Regions from separate parts of the Mus musculus genome. Here all the other regions are linked to region 3. Evidence: chromatin contacts called from public Hi-C data. All regions are on one chromosome and are shown on one strand. Each heading gives the region's core, a stretch centred on a gene start, on an enhancer-like site or on the middle of the called end of the contact. The rest is flanking DNA. Distances are from core to core; before and after follow the strand shown.

What was found. A called contact is a pair of places that touch in the nucleus more often than the background predicts.
Region 1: a contact with region 3 is called in a Hi-C map of bone marrow-derived macrophages, with 18 read pairs. The contact joins two enhancer-like sites. A contact is called at or near these places in 1 of 484 Hi-C or Micro-C datasets (bone marrow-derived macrophages) and 3 of 115 datasets of contacts at active chromatin or transcription factors (bone marrow-derived macrophages, embryonic basal ganglia and extraembryonic endoderm stem cells).
Region 2: a contact with region 3 is called in a Hi-C map of ECoMG-derived neutrophils, with 4 times the contacts expected there. The contact joins two enhancer-like sites. A contact is called at or near these places in 1 of 39 promoter capture datasets (macrophages), 3 of 484 Hi-C or Micro-C datasets (ECoMG-derived neutrophils, the HPC-5 cell line and bone marrow), 1 of 115 datasets of contacts at active chromatin or transcription factors (embryonic basal ganglia) and 1 of 9 other capture datasets (macrophages).
Region 4: a contact with region 3 is called in a Hi-C map of bone marrow-derived macrophages, with 26 read pairs. The contact joins two enhancer-like sites. A contact is called at or near these places in 4 of 484 Hi-C or Micro-C datasets (the Ba/F3 cell line, Sertoli cells, bone marrow-derived macrophages and 1 more) and 1 of 9 other capture datasets (macrophages).
Region 5: a Hi-C map of bone marrow-derived macrophages shows a contact between it and region 3, with 22 read pairs. The contact joins two enhancer-like sites. A contact is called at or near these places in 1 of 484 Hi-C or Micro-C datasets (bone marrow-derived macrophages), 3 of 115 datasets of contacts at active chromatin or transcription factors (bone marrow-derived macrophages, embryonic stem cells and extraembryonic endoderm stem cells) and 2 of 9 other capture datasets (embryonic tail and macrophages).

What each region holds. Positions count from the first base shown.
Region 1 is chr10:17,696,424-17,699,487 of GRCm38.p6, reverse strand. No RefSeq gene overlaps it. Among named protein-coding and RNA genes, the nearest start is that of Gm32543, 17 kb to the right of the region's middle. Within about 2 kb of position 1,422, at least 43 of the 459 cell types and tissues checked have an H3K27ac peak or open chromatin away from gene starts, as enhancers often do. A contact at or near this core is called in bone marrow-derived macrophages, where this site is marked.
Region 2 is chr10:17,477,426-17,480,492 of GRCm38.p6, reverse strand. No RefSeq gene overlaps it. Among named protein-coding and RNA genes, the nearest start is that of Gm32656, 180 kb to the left of the region's middle. Within about 2 kb of position 1,627, at least 68 of the 459 cell types and tissues checked have an H3K27ac peak or open chromatin away from gene starts, as enhancers often do. A contact at or near this core is called in ECoMG-derived neutrophils, where this site is marked.
Region 3 is chr10:17,220,015-17,223,126 of GRCm38.p6, reverse strand. No RefSeq gene overlaps it. Among named protein-coding and RNA genes, the nearest start is that of Gm20125, 130 kb to the right of the region's middle. Within about 2 kb of position 1,751, at least 26 of the 459 cell types and tissues checked have an H3K27ac peak or open chromatin away from gene starts, as enhancers often do. A contact at or near this core is called in the Ba/F3 cell line, ECoMG-derived neutrophils and bone marrow-derived macrophages, where this site is marked.
Region 4 is chr10:17,548,587-17,551,582 of GRCm38.p6, reverse strand. The region is part of intron 3 of Gm32543 (a long non-coding RNA gene); the gene reads left to right. Among named protein-coding and RNA genes, the nearest start is that of Gm32656, 110 kb to the left of the region's middle. Within about 2 kb of position 1,477, at least 94 of the 459 cell types and tissues checked have an H3K27ac peak or open chromatin away from gene starts, as enhancers often do. A contact at or near this core is called in the Ba/F3 cell line and bone marrow-derived macrophages, where this site is marked.
Region 5 is chr10:17,517,136-17,519,916 of GRCm38.p6, reverse strand. The region is part of intron 3 of Gm32543 (a long non-coding RNA gene); the gene reads left to right. Among named protein-coding and RNA genes, the nearest start is that of Gm32656, 140 kb to the left of the region's middle. Within about 2 kb of position 1,261, at least 47 of the 459 cell types and tissues checked have an H3K27ac peak or open chromatin away from gene starts, as enhancers often do. A contact at or near this core is called in bone marrow-derived macrophages, where this site is marked.

The sequences.
Region 1 (3,064 bases), core at 173-2,672, 480 kb before region 3:
CATCAAATGCCCCAATCACTGTATACAATAATGTCTCATGAGTTTTGAAAAACTCTGATTCCTAAGTATAGTGTTTAGACAACAATCAGCAAGAAAATTTCATGTTGAAGGTAGTTTGAAAAGGCACTATAGATATGACCCACAGCTTTGAAGTCCCAGGACATAGGTTCAAATGCAACCCAGATAAGTTAATATCATTTGATATGGATCTTTGCAAAATGAGCCAGTGTTTTAATTCACAAATCCCAAGTAGTAATGTAAATATGGCTGGCACCTTTGACACTTTGTTGGCAGACATAGCAGAAAGATCACTCAGAGTGAGCCAGGGCAAAATGAACATAAAATATTAATCTCAGCATAATAAAAGCATTCAAATTTTATTTGACTGAATCATCTTAAATCACACTGATGCATGGGATGATTCCCTTTTTGCTTTATAATCCCCTGTGCTGATAAGAAATGCTCTGCTCAGGTGAGAATACTAACAATTGTATAATTTTATAATCTTATTCAGAACTCAAATATATATATATATATATATATATACACACACACATATATATATACATGCATATAAATATACATACATATTTATCAGTGGTTCTTTATATATATGTATAAGAACCATTGTGGATTTTTAATTGAGTTTCATATACTGACATCTGACATTCCTACTAAGAATTCATTTATAAAATAATAATGCAAGTAGCAAGGGCTGTAATCTCAGGCCTTGGCAGGTACAGGCACCAGGATTGTGAGTTCAGGGTCACTCTGGAGGGTTCAAGGGCATCCTGGGCTACATGAAAAACATGTAAAAACAACATAACACAAACAGAGAGCATGAATTAGTAAAGCGTTAGTGGTTTCTTAATTGGCTTTTGCTTTCTCACTCGAGTCTCTCTTCAGAACAGTTGAAAAACAAATGAACAAACAAACAAAAACTACACAAGAACTCTACATTTCCCTGGCCTAATGGTACCTGTCTTTAATCCCAGCACTCAGGAGGGAAGCAGAGGAAGGTGGATCTCTGAATTAAGGAGAGCCTGGTCTAGCTACATAGGACAGCCAGAGCTACACTGTAACAAAGACCCTGTCTCAAGAAGAAGAAAAGAAACAACATTTCTTGAAGACTGTCCTTCTTTCAACATTTTCCTTCACCTATCTATTAACTCACTCACTCACTCAGTCACTCATTCATTCATTCATTCATTCATGCATGCATTTATGCAGGCATGCATGCATTTGTTCAGCAGGGTTAACTTACTCCCTGTCACAAGCACAGTGCTTCTTGCATTGGGTTCTGTAGGAGGATACAAACAGTTTAACACATGATCCCCTTCTTCAGAGAGCATATGACTTGGGAATGCAGTACAGAAGAGAAGTAAACGACAAAGGGTGACTCAACTGTGTCTGAGATGTCACAATGCTCTGTGTGACTATGTGTCAAGAGAATGCCACTGATAGTAAACAAATGCTCTTCGTTCCTAAGAAGGAGAAAAGGCTGTGACAAAGGGAGGTTAGACAAGCCCTTGGGAGGTGGCCCAATTCTGTATCCAGCCTTGAAGGTGTGAAGTCCTGGGGAGTTGGAAGGACATTGTATGCATTCCAGTCGTGGCTCCTAGGAGCCTTTCCCCAGAGCCTGGGAGGTGGGGTGGAGGGGTGGGGTGAAGGTGGGAGGAACAGACTCTACCCCACCTTCCAGAGGCAAAGGTTTTGGGGTTTTGGATTTTCTTCACAACTCCACGTAACCTGCTAACATCATTTTGAAATAGCAAACTATCAGACAGTGATACTGGGTCAGCCTGGGGAAGCACATGTGGGCCTTGAAGCTCAATCAACTTTTTACTAGATGCTCTGTGGGAAACAAAGGTTCCAAGCACTGGTAGACGTTCCTTCCCTGTGCCTTCTTCCTGTTACCTCCCTTTATAAATAAAAATGGGTGGGGCTGGGGGTGGGTTAAACCAGACAAACAAGAAGCTCAGATTCTGTAGTTTTGCATTACTGTGTTTGTTCTGGTTTCCTGTCTGTCCACGGAGCTGTCCCCAGTCTGGATTCTGACCGTCCTCTGCTTTCTCCAGCTTTGCTGTACAGCTGTTCTGTGTCAGTGAGACTCGTCTCCCTCTCGCCAGTCCACCTTTTGCCTGACTTGCCCACGTTCAGTTCTCTTCTGCAGTTCACAAATCAAATCAATTTGTGATCTTAGTGGTTCCTCAAACATATAATCAATCAACAAATTGATGTTTTTTAAACTGCTCGCTATACCATCAATTGTTCTACTTTAAAACGTGAGCTTAAAGACACTATAGAGTTTTGTTATTATGGTACTGACATGAGCTACACTCAGCACCCAGAAAAGACAACCTGCTTTTTGTTTCCTAAATTGAATTTGCCTTTAAAGATAAAACCGGACATTAGTAAGTAGCCTATGCTGGCTATGACCGCCAGACCATTTTCCTCATGACATCACAGAGTGAATCCTGCAATTGTGTGGTTTGTTTTTTTTCCCATGTGAGTTACTCTGTAGAGCTTCAGTATGTTTACGTCCACCCACCTCTCTGACTTATCAAGATCATTTGCACTTCTATCCAGTTTTCCAAAGTGGGATGTACCACACCCAGTTTGATGTCATTACTGAACTTAATAATCATATTCTTTCCCATCATCAAAGTCGCTACTAAAAATAGCAATGGGGTAAGACCAACCTCTTTGGAATCCAGTGAGGTATGCATCTCTGGGTTCACACTAGACCATTGGTAATTACTACTGGGAAAAGCCTTCTAATCACTCATGAGTCTACCAGAAGAAGGTGATTTCAGAATGTAGCTCCTTAATTGGCCAACCACAAGCTAGACAAAGCCTGAACGTCACAATAGTCACAACTATTTAAGATCTTCTTCTGCGTGGTTTCTATCAGTCTTATGCATCTGAGGGATACCATTTGACTAATGTTCATGTAAGGTTTTTTTGAAGTATTTTTTTTCCCCACCATCTGTGATGTGTGTGTTCATAAGATTGTAATATGTTTCTGGATTTTAGATATTGAATTTTGTTAGACTTTTCCTAG
Region 2 (3,067 bases), core at 378-2,877, 260 kb before region 3:
ATATGGCTAAGGTATGTTTACAGAATACGGGGCTTAATCCACGAGGAACAGCAGAAGTTTGGCAGGGCTTCATCATCAAACCTCGTAAGTTTGGGCTGCATAGAAGACAGCATATGTCCACAGCAGTCATGCCTACATTTAAGGAGGAGGAGGAGGAGGGAATAGAGGAGGAGGAGGAGGGGGTAGAGGAGGAGGAGAGAAAGGAAAAGGTGAAGACAAAGGAGTTATCTAAGTATTGTGGCTTATATCTGCAATTCAAGCACTTGGGCATCGAGGAAGAAAGATTGCTGGGAGTTCCTGGCACAAAGGGACACAGAGTGAGAACCTGACTCAAAATCCACCAAAGCACTGTTCAGCAAAGGAAAGGCAGAGGAAGACAGAATGAAAACAATCTAGGTAAAGTAATGTGGAGTCACACCCTGGGTAGAAGGGTAGAGATACTGAGAACAGGTCCACAGACCATGAAGCTTGGCAGCAAGGAGGTATAGCCAGAAAGGAGCACGGGGGAATCCACTGACCATGAGGCCCAGCAGCCGAGGACGAAGCACACAAGGAGAACACCAGGAATCGGTTGGGCCTGGCCTGAGAACTTCTCTCCCTTACTCAGTACAAGCAGAATTACATTAAAATCTCACTAAAGAAAGTTGGGTTTTCAGGGCATCCTATTCACAACTCGAGATTGCAGTTAACAAAATGTAAGCAATTTAATCATGAGAAGACTTTATTTTTTTCTCTAGAGAATCGAAAACGAACGACTTCAACCATTAAGTAAACTTCACATCTTGAAGCTCTCATCTATAGGATCTCTGAATGTTATTTAAAGGGGAGAGGATGTTGGAGTGGTAAGCACTCCTAATCCCACTCCAGATACACTGTTTGAAGGCTGCTCTACATGACAGCAGAGACAGGAGCATGTGTCTACAAGCCAAGAAACAGAGATTACCAGCAGTCTGCCAGAAACCAAGTGACAGATAAAATGGACTTTCTTATAGCCCTCAAAGACACCAACTCTGTGTACACTTAGTATACCACAATCTCAAACGCAGGGCTTCCGAAACTCAATGCACTTCTGATGCCTATTAGTATACTGATTTTATAATGAGTTGCAGCACCCTTCAGTAATTACTATAGTAGTCCTAGTTAATTAATAAACAGATGTTAAAAAAAACAACAACAAACAATCCAAATTAAAAAGAAAAAGAAAAAGAAAAGCCAGGCAGAGGCAAACGGTGTGCTTGCAGCAGCAGTACAGGGAAGGGAAACATTTACTGAGTTTCAGGGGTGAGATGTAAGAGGGGGAGGGGTCAGGCTGAAAGGAGCTAGTGTTGCTGAGGCATGGCTTGAGCCCGGGATTGGAAGCTGAAAATGATTGACACCAATCCTGCTTTATGGTATTCACAGACAGAGCCAACTGTCTTTGTATTATCCCTGTTCCCTGTTCAGAGTTTTGATGAGAGCTCTATTAGGGAGACCTGAGAGGACAGAGGAGCAGGCAGGTGGACTGGGGACCCAACAGCAACTTGTGGAAAACAGTCTGTGATCTTGCAGCAGTGGGTACCCTTCCACCCCCTCCCCGCCCCGTGCAGCGTACCCTTTGTTCTCCCTTTTCTTTTCCCCTTTGAGTAAATCTGTTTACTACCCAGAAAACCAGGGAAGGGATAGGCCAGTTGCCTGGGGCAGATGGTGCAACGCTAACAGATGACACAGAAGGCAGAACTTCTCATCTCCTGTTTTTCCTTTTTGCAGTTCTCCAGCAAGGCTCCCAGGACTCAATAGCATAAAAGAAACATCATTCAGAGAAACCGAAACACAAGTTAATGAGATAGTGAGGGAACCCTGGGCTGATGTAAGTGATTTCCCGTCTTCATGAAATCCAAGTGAATTACACTTAAACAATGAATGAGCCTGCAGAAGAGATCAATGAATCATTGAGGAAAAAAATCACTTTCAGTAATTTTTAAACAAAGAAATCTTATATAATATAAAATGTGCCTGAAGTCCCAGGAAAAGCAAATGGTGTTCTCAAACTCAGTGGATTATAGATTCAAAGAGAACACAGGCTTATATTATATTGTTTATGTTATATGGTTATTTTCCTTGAAAATTCTGTTGGGTTTCTTTGACTTATATATAAACAAAAGTGTTTGAGAAGGAGGAGAGGGAGAGAAAAGAGGGAGGGAGAAAGGTCACAGAGAAGGAAAAATACAGAGGGAGAGATGAAGGACAGCAGCAAAGTTGGAGAAGGACTTAGAAGTTTGTTAGGTTTGTGAAAATCATTAAGGTAACAGAGTATACATGATTGATTTTGCATGTAGTTGTGACTTGGATAATCTTGAAAACTTTCAGAAAAACCTATTAAATTAACATGACCTGTGCCCCAGTGAAATGACAGAGATGACTAGGGAGAGCCAGCAAGGTTAAATTGGAAGGATGCAGGCCAACTTGGAGCTTGCGTCCTCCTCAGCTTTCTTTACTGCCTAGTCCTTGGTCCGTTTCCCAGAGTAGAATCCACAACCCTGTTGGCAAAGCACTGCCAACATCCAACAATGTGACACCTACAGTTCGGACAGTATTCTCCCAGAGCTGATAGAGGCCCAGGGACAGCCTTGGGCTCCGTCCCCTTCTTCTCCATCAGATCAGACATCACAACTGAGTCTAGCCTCATCTATCTCCCCCTTTTCCTGCTCTTATTGCAGATATCCACTGCGTTTGCTACCCCACAATGGTTATTGGCTTGCTTTAGTTAACCAGTTCTCTTTGGGTTCTGGGTTCTGGGCTGATGAGTGGGGACCATGGAACCTCGACAACATTGCCCTTCTGATATGGACGCCCTTTTGCGGGCCTCAGTTGCTGTGGCTCTCAGTTCTCCTCTTGTCAAGGGGCTCCTGGGTGCTTCTTTAACTCTGCCTCTGTTATTTCATTCTGTACCAATCCTCTGAAATACATGGCTGCCTCAGGCTTTAGAGTAACGCTGAGATTTTTATCTCTGAAAAAATAAAAATCCAATCATACTTCTGTCTTGCTTTATATCTTCTGTAAGTTTTCATCACATAGATACTAGAATAAA
Region 3 (3,112 bases), core at 502-3,001:
CATTCACACACACATACACCATGTGTTATGTGCTGAGAACAGTTGCCTGTAGTAACTGACTATTTTCAGTTTTCAGCTTACTCTAAACACAGGTGTGGAAATGTAGGCCCAGTAGGTGAAGAGGTATTTAACTTGCGGGCAAAGTTGTGTTCAGTTATCAGTTTCTATGTTGGCCATTCTCTTCATTACCCTAGAAGATACAGTTATCTTCTGGAAGAACTGATCAATCCAGAGCTGTTCAAATGCTTAGTATAGTTTCAAATAGTCTCCTACCAGCCTCTGTACTTGCCAACTGCCTTGTTCTTTTTGAATACTGTATCTTGGATGATTTGTCAGAGTCTGACTGTGTAGTAGTATTGAAGGTTTTGAGGATCACGTATTTACCGCATGCAACTCAGAACATGAGTTTATAGCACTTTTTGTAAGCTAGGATTTCCCAAACTGAAACAAAATACCAAACTCTATTTCTAACCTGAAGGAGCTGTAGAAGTAGGTGAAGGATATTTGCCAATGTGGCTTTTTGGTTTTTTGGGGTTTTTTTTTTTTTTTTGCCTAATTTATTTGTTTCCAACATTTATTATTGATACAACTGAAAGATTTCCTGAACCGTCAATGGAGCAGAGCGCTGCTTCTTTAAGATAAGACACAGAGTGCTCTGCCTGGTGATCATTATTTATAATCCAAGCTATCTGGGAGGCTGAGGCAGAAGGACTACAAGCTCAAGGTCCATGAAAGCCACAGTGAGTTTAAGAACTGCCTAGGCAACTTATCTCAATCTTAAACATTAAAAAGAATTCTAAAGAAGAAGTGGGTTTTAATTCAGTTGAGAAGTGCTTTCTAGCATATGAGATAGCCTGGAATCAATCCCAAGTACCAGCAAAAAGGCAAAATAAAATGAAAGATCAAGAAGAAGAACAGCGAGCACACACACACACACACACACACACACACACACACACACACACACTGCAGATAGTCTATGTTCTGTGTTAAGAGTCTAGGACTTAGAGTGACTTTATTCAGCTAGTTCAAATTTTAATACTCATGGACTTTGTACTCAATGGAACAATGTCTTCTTTCTATTCCCTGGACCATATGAACGTGCAGTGTTAAGATAGGAAGGGGGAACTGAGGTTGCCACTCAGTTAAAATGAAGTTTTCTTACATTATCTCTGGGAAATAGGTCATTATAATCACAGGGTCTTCTATGTGAATCAGGGAGGACGGGTGCCTCAGCGTCAGGGAAGAAGTTGTAATATGAATATAGGGGTCAGGATGATGAGATCTTGGCTTTGAAGATGAAAGGAAGCCAACAGCCAATGAATGCAGGCGTCTCTTAGGGCTGCAAAGGGGAAGGAAATGCATTGTCCTCTAGAGTTTCCAAAGGCTCACAGCTCTCTGACTCACTGATAATAGCCCAGCAAAACACAATTGTAACAATAAGAAGCATAAGAGAATAAATTTAGGTCATTTAGAGCAGTTTATTACATAAGCAACAGAAATGAAGGCCACTTTAGTGATAGAGTCTAGTTCACCAATTCATCTCTGAGTCACAGCACATGTCATTTCCTCTTGCTTTTGAAGCCTTTTGAAATCAGGAACTAAGAGGCAGAACTTTTTAAACTTAATTCTTGCCTAATTTTTGTTCCTGAGTTAATTTATTTTAAATGGAAAATGGACAGGCTAGAGACCTTTGATGATATCAGAGACTACGCTGAGGATAAATGCCATATAGCAAGGTAAGTACTTGTCTCAATTTCCAGGTAATATAGAAGAAACATATATGTTACAGCTTTAACACCAGAACAATCACACAGTGTTGTATTTTAGCTAAAATATGACTCTGTGGTTTTCAAATGGCATAGTTGTGGACAACTTAATTAAGCATGCTCTTATAAGACGTGATAGAGTATGTGCCATCCAGATACTAAGAACTGTGTCCAAAGAGCTTGGGACACACACTAAGGGGCCTGCCTCTTTCATAACGGGGATGAAAATGACTGAGGCTTCACATTTGCACAGTATGATCCTTAACTTTGTGAAGTCTTGTTCCTTTGAAAGCACTGTGCATGTTGTCTCTCTGGAGGTCTTTGGCTTTATGTTTAACATGATAGTGGATTATAGATTTCCTTCTGCATGGGTCTGATGCATTGGTTTACATCTAAAACCTTGTGTATTCTATTAGCCTAATTACTAAGGCAGCCGATAGATTTATTGGTGACTGTTATAAAGGAAGCCAGGTGACAAGCAGGAAAGTGAAAACCAAACAATCATTTTGATTGAAGTTTTCGCCATATCATAAGTCAATCGTTTCGGGGCATTGGATTTACTGTAAGGAGTGGTGAAGAGCACCAAAGGAAAACCAAAGATGAGAGCATTATAAATGTCAACATGAAGAGAAAATGAGTATGTGTTAAAAATCGAGACTTCTAAACAGCTTAGAGAAAAGAAAAGTAACTGAGAAAATAAGAACAGACGGAGTCTAGGGTTTACAGTTTCTGGCTCATATATGTGGCCCTTGCACTGAAGCTCTTTGTAGTCATGTTTACTTAAATGTTCCGAGGGGCTGTTTTTGTTGTGCTTTTATTAGTCTTAATTCTGAAGGTAATCTTCACTTGAAGTATGTCTATGGATGTTTCTAGTTGGAACATGGCCCAATGATGCCTTGTGAGTGTTCGAGAGAAGACTAAATCTAAGAACCAATATTACTATTGTGTTGGATAACACAATATGCCCTTTTCAGACAGTCTTCTTACTGTGAAAAGTTGCCACTTGCAGTCCATTAAATTCACTATATTAATTTTTTTCTAAGCCTTGTACTTAATCTTAATGTTGTTGGGAGCAGATAGCATCGTGTACATTTATGAAACTGTTGGTCTGTACTTTCCTACTATGGCAGATATCTGGGAGGTTATGAAGATGTGACTGATTTTGGCTCACAGTTTCAGAGATTTTAGTTGGTTTTTATCTGACTTCATTCCTTGAACTGTGAGGTGGGATACTATAATGCTATGAGCTTGGTGAAATAGTCTCTCACTTGATGGTTTTTGGGAAGTAGAGAAGAGAAGAGAGGAGAAGACATAGAGTGGATGAAGAAGGAGGGAATGATAAC
Region 4 (2,996 bases), core at 228-2,727, 330 kb before region 3:
GTTGGCAAACTTTTTCTATGAAGCAGTAAATATTTTAAGTTTTTCTGGCTGTAAGTTCTCCACCATAGTTATTCAACACTGCCATTGTAATGCAATGCCTGTGTACAGATAGTTGGTAAGCTACTAAATATAATTGCATTCCAATGAAACTTTATTTACAAAAAAACATTGGCAAGTGAGTTTGACCCCAACAGAATAGTGTTTCCACTTCTGCCCTGAGACGCATGGTTGCTTGAAGTTTCATTATATTTAAAACCATTTTATAATAGAAAGTCTGGCTTTTGACAGTCTTCCTCTTTGAAGGTGATAGGAAGGCCCTTCTCTTAGGGAAAAGATCTTAATTTGTGAACTAATCACAGTTACATACAGTACAGTGCTCCTACATTGTTAAGAGACAAAAAGATGATATTCTGTGCTCTCCCATAAAACCTCAGCCTACATGGTACCTAACCATGTGCCCAGGTCTGGCTGAAATGGAAGGAGAAGGTACAGAAGTCAACAGGTCTGACAATAATCTACTTGAGACATTTTAATTTCTCTGTCCCTTGCCAACCATATTACTCTGAATATTTATGCATACACCATATTACTTCCCCTCCTCCAGAAGTTTCCTCACAGAACTGCGTGGGTTGACGTGCCTCCCTCATCTTATTTAGCACTGTACATAAAAGTGATAGTTTGGGCAGTGTTTCTTCATTTGAAAAGTTATTGCTAAAGACACCGCCTAATAGACTCTTTTGTGCCTGCTTGCAAAACTCCATATGTAATCTCTCTTATTATGCTTCCTATTATTAACCAGAGAGTCCACGTCACTCCTCAGCTGCGTTCCCATAGCGTAATCATCTCTGGTTCCATGAAACACAGTATATGTTCAGCTCCATTGACCACATTCAGCTTCATTTTTTCAACCCCACCAACTCTTCCTTTGCATTCTTGTTGTTCCCTCGTCTTTTTCAGGTCTTGATGGCTCTGACTGTCCCTGTATCTTAATGGGGAATATACTACAGGGGTGCTAATAGAAAACAAATAATTTGGGTTCACCGGAACTGTTAAAGACCACAAGAAGGATATTTTCCTTTGTGTTTAAGAGTAGAAGAACAAGGAAGTGATAGCCAAGCTGCCTGGGGCAGATGGTGTAATGATAACAGCTAACAGAACTATTAAATTCAGATTTTGCTTTCAAGTTCTGCAGCAAATAAAGTGGTCTGCAGGATATAAGAGGAGGAGCAAACAAGACTTTCATTTTGTATGCTTGCTTTGGGTTTTTTGTTTTGTTTTGTTTTTGTTTTTTGGTGGGGGGCATGCTTTTTGCACTTCACCTCATTTATTTTCACTCTGTGTGGTAGTCATAGCTGTTATTATTATCCTATTTTGTTGGGGGAGGAAATTATGACTCAGCCTTATCTGACTTGTCCACACACACAAACAAAGCAAAGAAGGGGTTGACTGTAAGTCTACAGAGATGACTGGACAGTTGGCCAGAACCTGACTGCAATAAATGAGCTCTAGCTGACAGCTCCAGGTATAAGCTGTGCCCAGCCACTGGGAACACTGGAATGCTGGACAAATAGCGCACATTCTAGCTAGTCTCACTGAATGGGTGAATGTGAACTGACGATTAATCTCAGAAGTTACTGAAGTCTTCAAGAAACCAAAAGATGAATGAAAAAAGGGAAATGTTGATTCATTTTTCTAAAAGGAGGATAGATTCCAGAGACCGAAAATAGGTCAGCTATTCTTCCATAGTGAGCCTAGAGAAAGCCATGGGTGGATTTTCTAATGTAATGGTTTGTGAGCAGTAACTAAGGAATGTGGTGGTTTATGAGGCATGCACACAGGTTCACAAGGAACTCAGCGAGTTAAGTTATGCTAGTTTAAGTGAGCTTCTTGCTTCTGAAATGGAACAACTTTATAAAATCACAGGGTTGACTAGTAAAAACATCACTTTCTCAATAATATCCTAAGAGAAGAACCTCACGGTGAGTGGCTATTGTCATCTCAACAAGTGCAGCCCATTTACCCGTTACACTTACCCATCTAATGCTCTGTCTGAGCTGGTACTTTGTTTATCTTCCCGTTCAGAAGATAAGAAACAGGGATCGCAGGAGATCAAATAGTTTATGCAAATTGCTGAGCTAGAACCGAAGCCAACTATGCCTGCCTCAGAGCTGTTGAGGGCAACAACTACACCGTATTAGCTGACACACAGCCAGGCTCAACGAGGTCTGCGGCTAAGGCGAACTATGTATATTCAGATTGGGTCATCATAGCATCAGGTAGAGTCATACAGGTTGTAAAAAAATCCAAAGCACATTGGTCAATATTTTGGTCTTAATCTGTTTGGCACTTGAGTCAATGCACTGACTAAAGACAGAAAATATGCTTAATCACCTCTGAAGTTGACAGACAAAAAAAAGAAAAGCCAACAGCCCTACTATCAACTCACATTTGCATAATGTTTTCCACTCTGCAAAATAACTTTTGCCCTGTGCACCTCAGTGGAGTCTCCTGATGCTTCAGAGGATTATGACTGCTAGTGCCCACCCCCAGTACTGTTTTTCCAGTGAGCAAAACCTGAGGTTCATGAATGTCAGATGACCCAATGAGAGTCATACAGTGAATGATCTGGGGACTTCCGTTTTCCATCACAATGCAGTAGGGGCAGAGTCCTGCCCAGAGCCAGTATCAAGACATGCAGTTGCTAGATCAAAACCGGATGAAGTCTGATAGACTTGGAGTTCAAAACTGAAGAAAAAAAAAAGTACACGTGTTCGGGTATTTAATGTAAGCCAGTGTGGTAGTTTGATTATCAGTCACATCAAGTTAGTGTTGGGCTGGGTTAATGGAAGTATCGTGTCTGCCTTCCGGTAAGCTGTGATTTCAGTGACCACAGTGCCATCCATACCATCAATGACACCTGTATCCTCTGGGTCAAGAATTTATTTAGTAAAATCTTGAGCTAAGCAGAGAATAGTCAGTCCACAGAATCCGGTAGG
Region 5 (2,781 bases), core at 12-2,511, 300 kb before region 3:
CATTAACCCCAAGCTAATGCTCTTGTGTTTTTATAAGGATGGGAAAGCCACGAGGACCAATTCAATAAGTAGCATCCCTTCATGGTCTCTGCAGTAGTTCTTGCACTAATTTCCTTCAGTGATGATTATGATGTGGAAGTGCAAACCAACTTACCTTTCTTCTCCAATGTACTTTTGGTCATGGTGTATCATCATAGCAATAGGGATCTTAACCAGGACTGGCACTATTGATTAGATAACAAGTCCGATGTAATTTCTTATACGCTTTTTTTTTTTATTTACATGTAGTCACACCATATATTTGACATATTTCAAATTGATTCTGACGGTTGTTTGAATTCACTGAAGTGGACCACGGCTCAGTGAGAAACTAGAGACACTCTTAAGCTGTTTACATGCCTCAAAGATCAGAGTTAAAGTCAAGTTCAAGGCATCACCTCAGGTACAAATTACTAGAAAGTAATTTGCGTCTGTAAGTTAGGTTTTGATATCTTTAGTGCCATCAGCTATACGAATGTTGATGCTTTTATGTTGGCACAACCTGTAATGACCTGGAAAAGCGTATTTTTTTAAAGCAAATATTTATTTTAGTTTTAATTCTGTGTATGTGTCTTTGTGTGGGTGTGTACACCCATGTGCCAGTGTGAGCAAAGGCCAGAGGCATTGCATCCCAGGAAGCTTGAGACATAGGTTGTTATAAGTTGCCCAAAATAGGCACTGAAAATCAAAATTCTGTTCTTCTGCAAGAGCAGTCTGTACTCCTAACCTCGAAGCCATCTCTTCAGTTGCTGTGAACAGAATCTTAATGAGAGATGATCTAGATCAGGTAGGCCTGTGGGTATGTCTGTGGGGAATTGTTTTCATTTTTAATTGATTGGTAAGTGGGAAAAGCCAGCTCATTGTGGGTGGCACCATCTCATGGGCTGGGCCCTGAACTGTCTAGGAGTGAAGAAAGCTAGCTGAGTCGGCAGGGCAAGCAAGCGAGGATCTGTGCGTTTATTTATTTTTCTCTGCTTTGTTCTGTGGTTGTGATGCTTTAAGTTCCTGCTTTGAGAACTTGAGTCACAGTCCCCGAGAGAACGGATTGTAACTTGGAATTGTAAGCTGACTAAGGCCTTAATTTTTTTTTTTATTATTGTTGTTGTTCTGGAGATTTGTCACCGCATCAGAAATGAAACTAGAACAAAGAGTGACACCCAGAGATGCTCTCTATTTCCCAATATCCAAGTGAGGACTTTCATATTAAGCTCTTCCCTCTATTAAAGTAAATAGGACCGCATCCAACACTTGCATATGGGGAAATGCCCCTACTGCCACACAGCACTTCTGTAAACTCCCAAAGGGAACCTTAGAAGATTTAGAAGCTGATGTCTCATTGCAGTTCTTCTGAGGCTGTGGGAGAGCCAACAGAACGTGGCAAGAATCTGTAGCTGGATATCTTATTCATTAGAGGTAGAGGTTTAGGATCCAGGAGTGCATATTCTAGAATCTATAAGATTAAGGTTAAGAATGTGCCAGAGAAAGCCATGTCCCCTGGATTCTATAGTTTGAAATGGCTGCATCTGTCCGTGTAAGCTGTCACTAAATTCTAATAAATTAGAATTAAAAAAAAATACCAACCACAATACATTCAATAGTAATAGATTCAGGGGAATTGTTTGCTGACGGTTCCCCATCACTAACTGCATGCTAAAGTCCTCAATTTATTTTGTAAGTCATGTCAGTGGCTGAGATGCCAGTGGTCTTTCTGTTAAAGGCACTAAAGCCATTAAGAGTTTATTAAACCAAAGGGGTTGAATGAATTTTACGTTAAGTAGCTCAAAAAACAAAATCAAGTCTTACAATCTGCTACCTATGTTAAAATTTTCATTGAATGTAGTTGGATGTTGGCCATCACGAGTTTGACTTCAAGTTGTCAGGGAACATTTGGTGGCTTGGTGCTGGACCCAGAACTGTTCAGAGAGGGTAATTATTTCCTCAGAAGTGTCAGCAACCATTTATGAGCTCATGTGTGTTCCTAACGACATGCTGCAATCAATGTATGTCTTGACGACTTTCTTCAGAAGTGCTTAATCATTATTTACTGATTTTATTTAATTATACCTTTCAAGTTGAAAATATAATGGACCAGCTGGGCCTTTTTACTTATTAAGTATAGAAACAGTCTCCTACCTGTGATGATTCTACTTACTATTTTTTAGTTTTCTTTTCTTTTTTATTTAAACATTTTTATTAGATATTTTCTTCATTTACATTTCAAATGCTATCCTGAAAGTCCCTTATACACTCCCCCCTCCCTGCTCCCCAACCCACCCACTCCTGCTTCCTGGCCCTGGTGTTCCCCAGTACAGGGGCATATAATCTTTGCAAGACCAAGGGCCTCTCCTCCCAATGATGGCCGATTATGCCATCTTCTGCTACATATGCAACTAGAGACACGAGCTCAGGGAGTACTGGCTAGTTCATATTGCTGTTTCTCCTATAGGGTTGCAGACCCCTTTGGCTCCTTGGGTACTTTCTCCAGCTCCTCCATTGAGGGCCCTATGTTCCATCCAATAGATGACTGTGAGCATCCACTTCTGTATTTGCCAGACACTGGCATAGCCTCACAAGAGACAGATATATCAGGGTCATGTCAGCAAAATCTTGCTGGCATACGCAATAGTGTCTGCATTTGGTGGCTGATTATGGTAAGGGTCCCCGGTTGGGGCAGTCTCTGCATGGTCCTTCCTTCTGTCTCAGCTCCAAACTTTGTCTCTGTAATTCCTTCCACGGTTATTT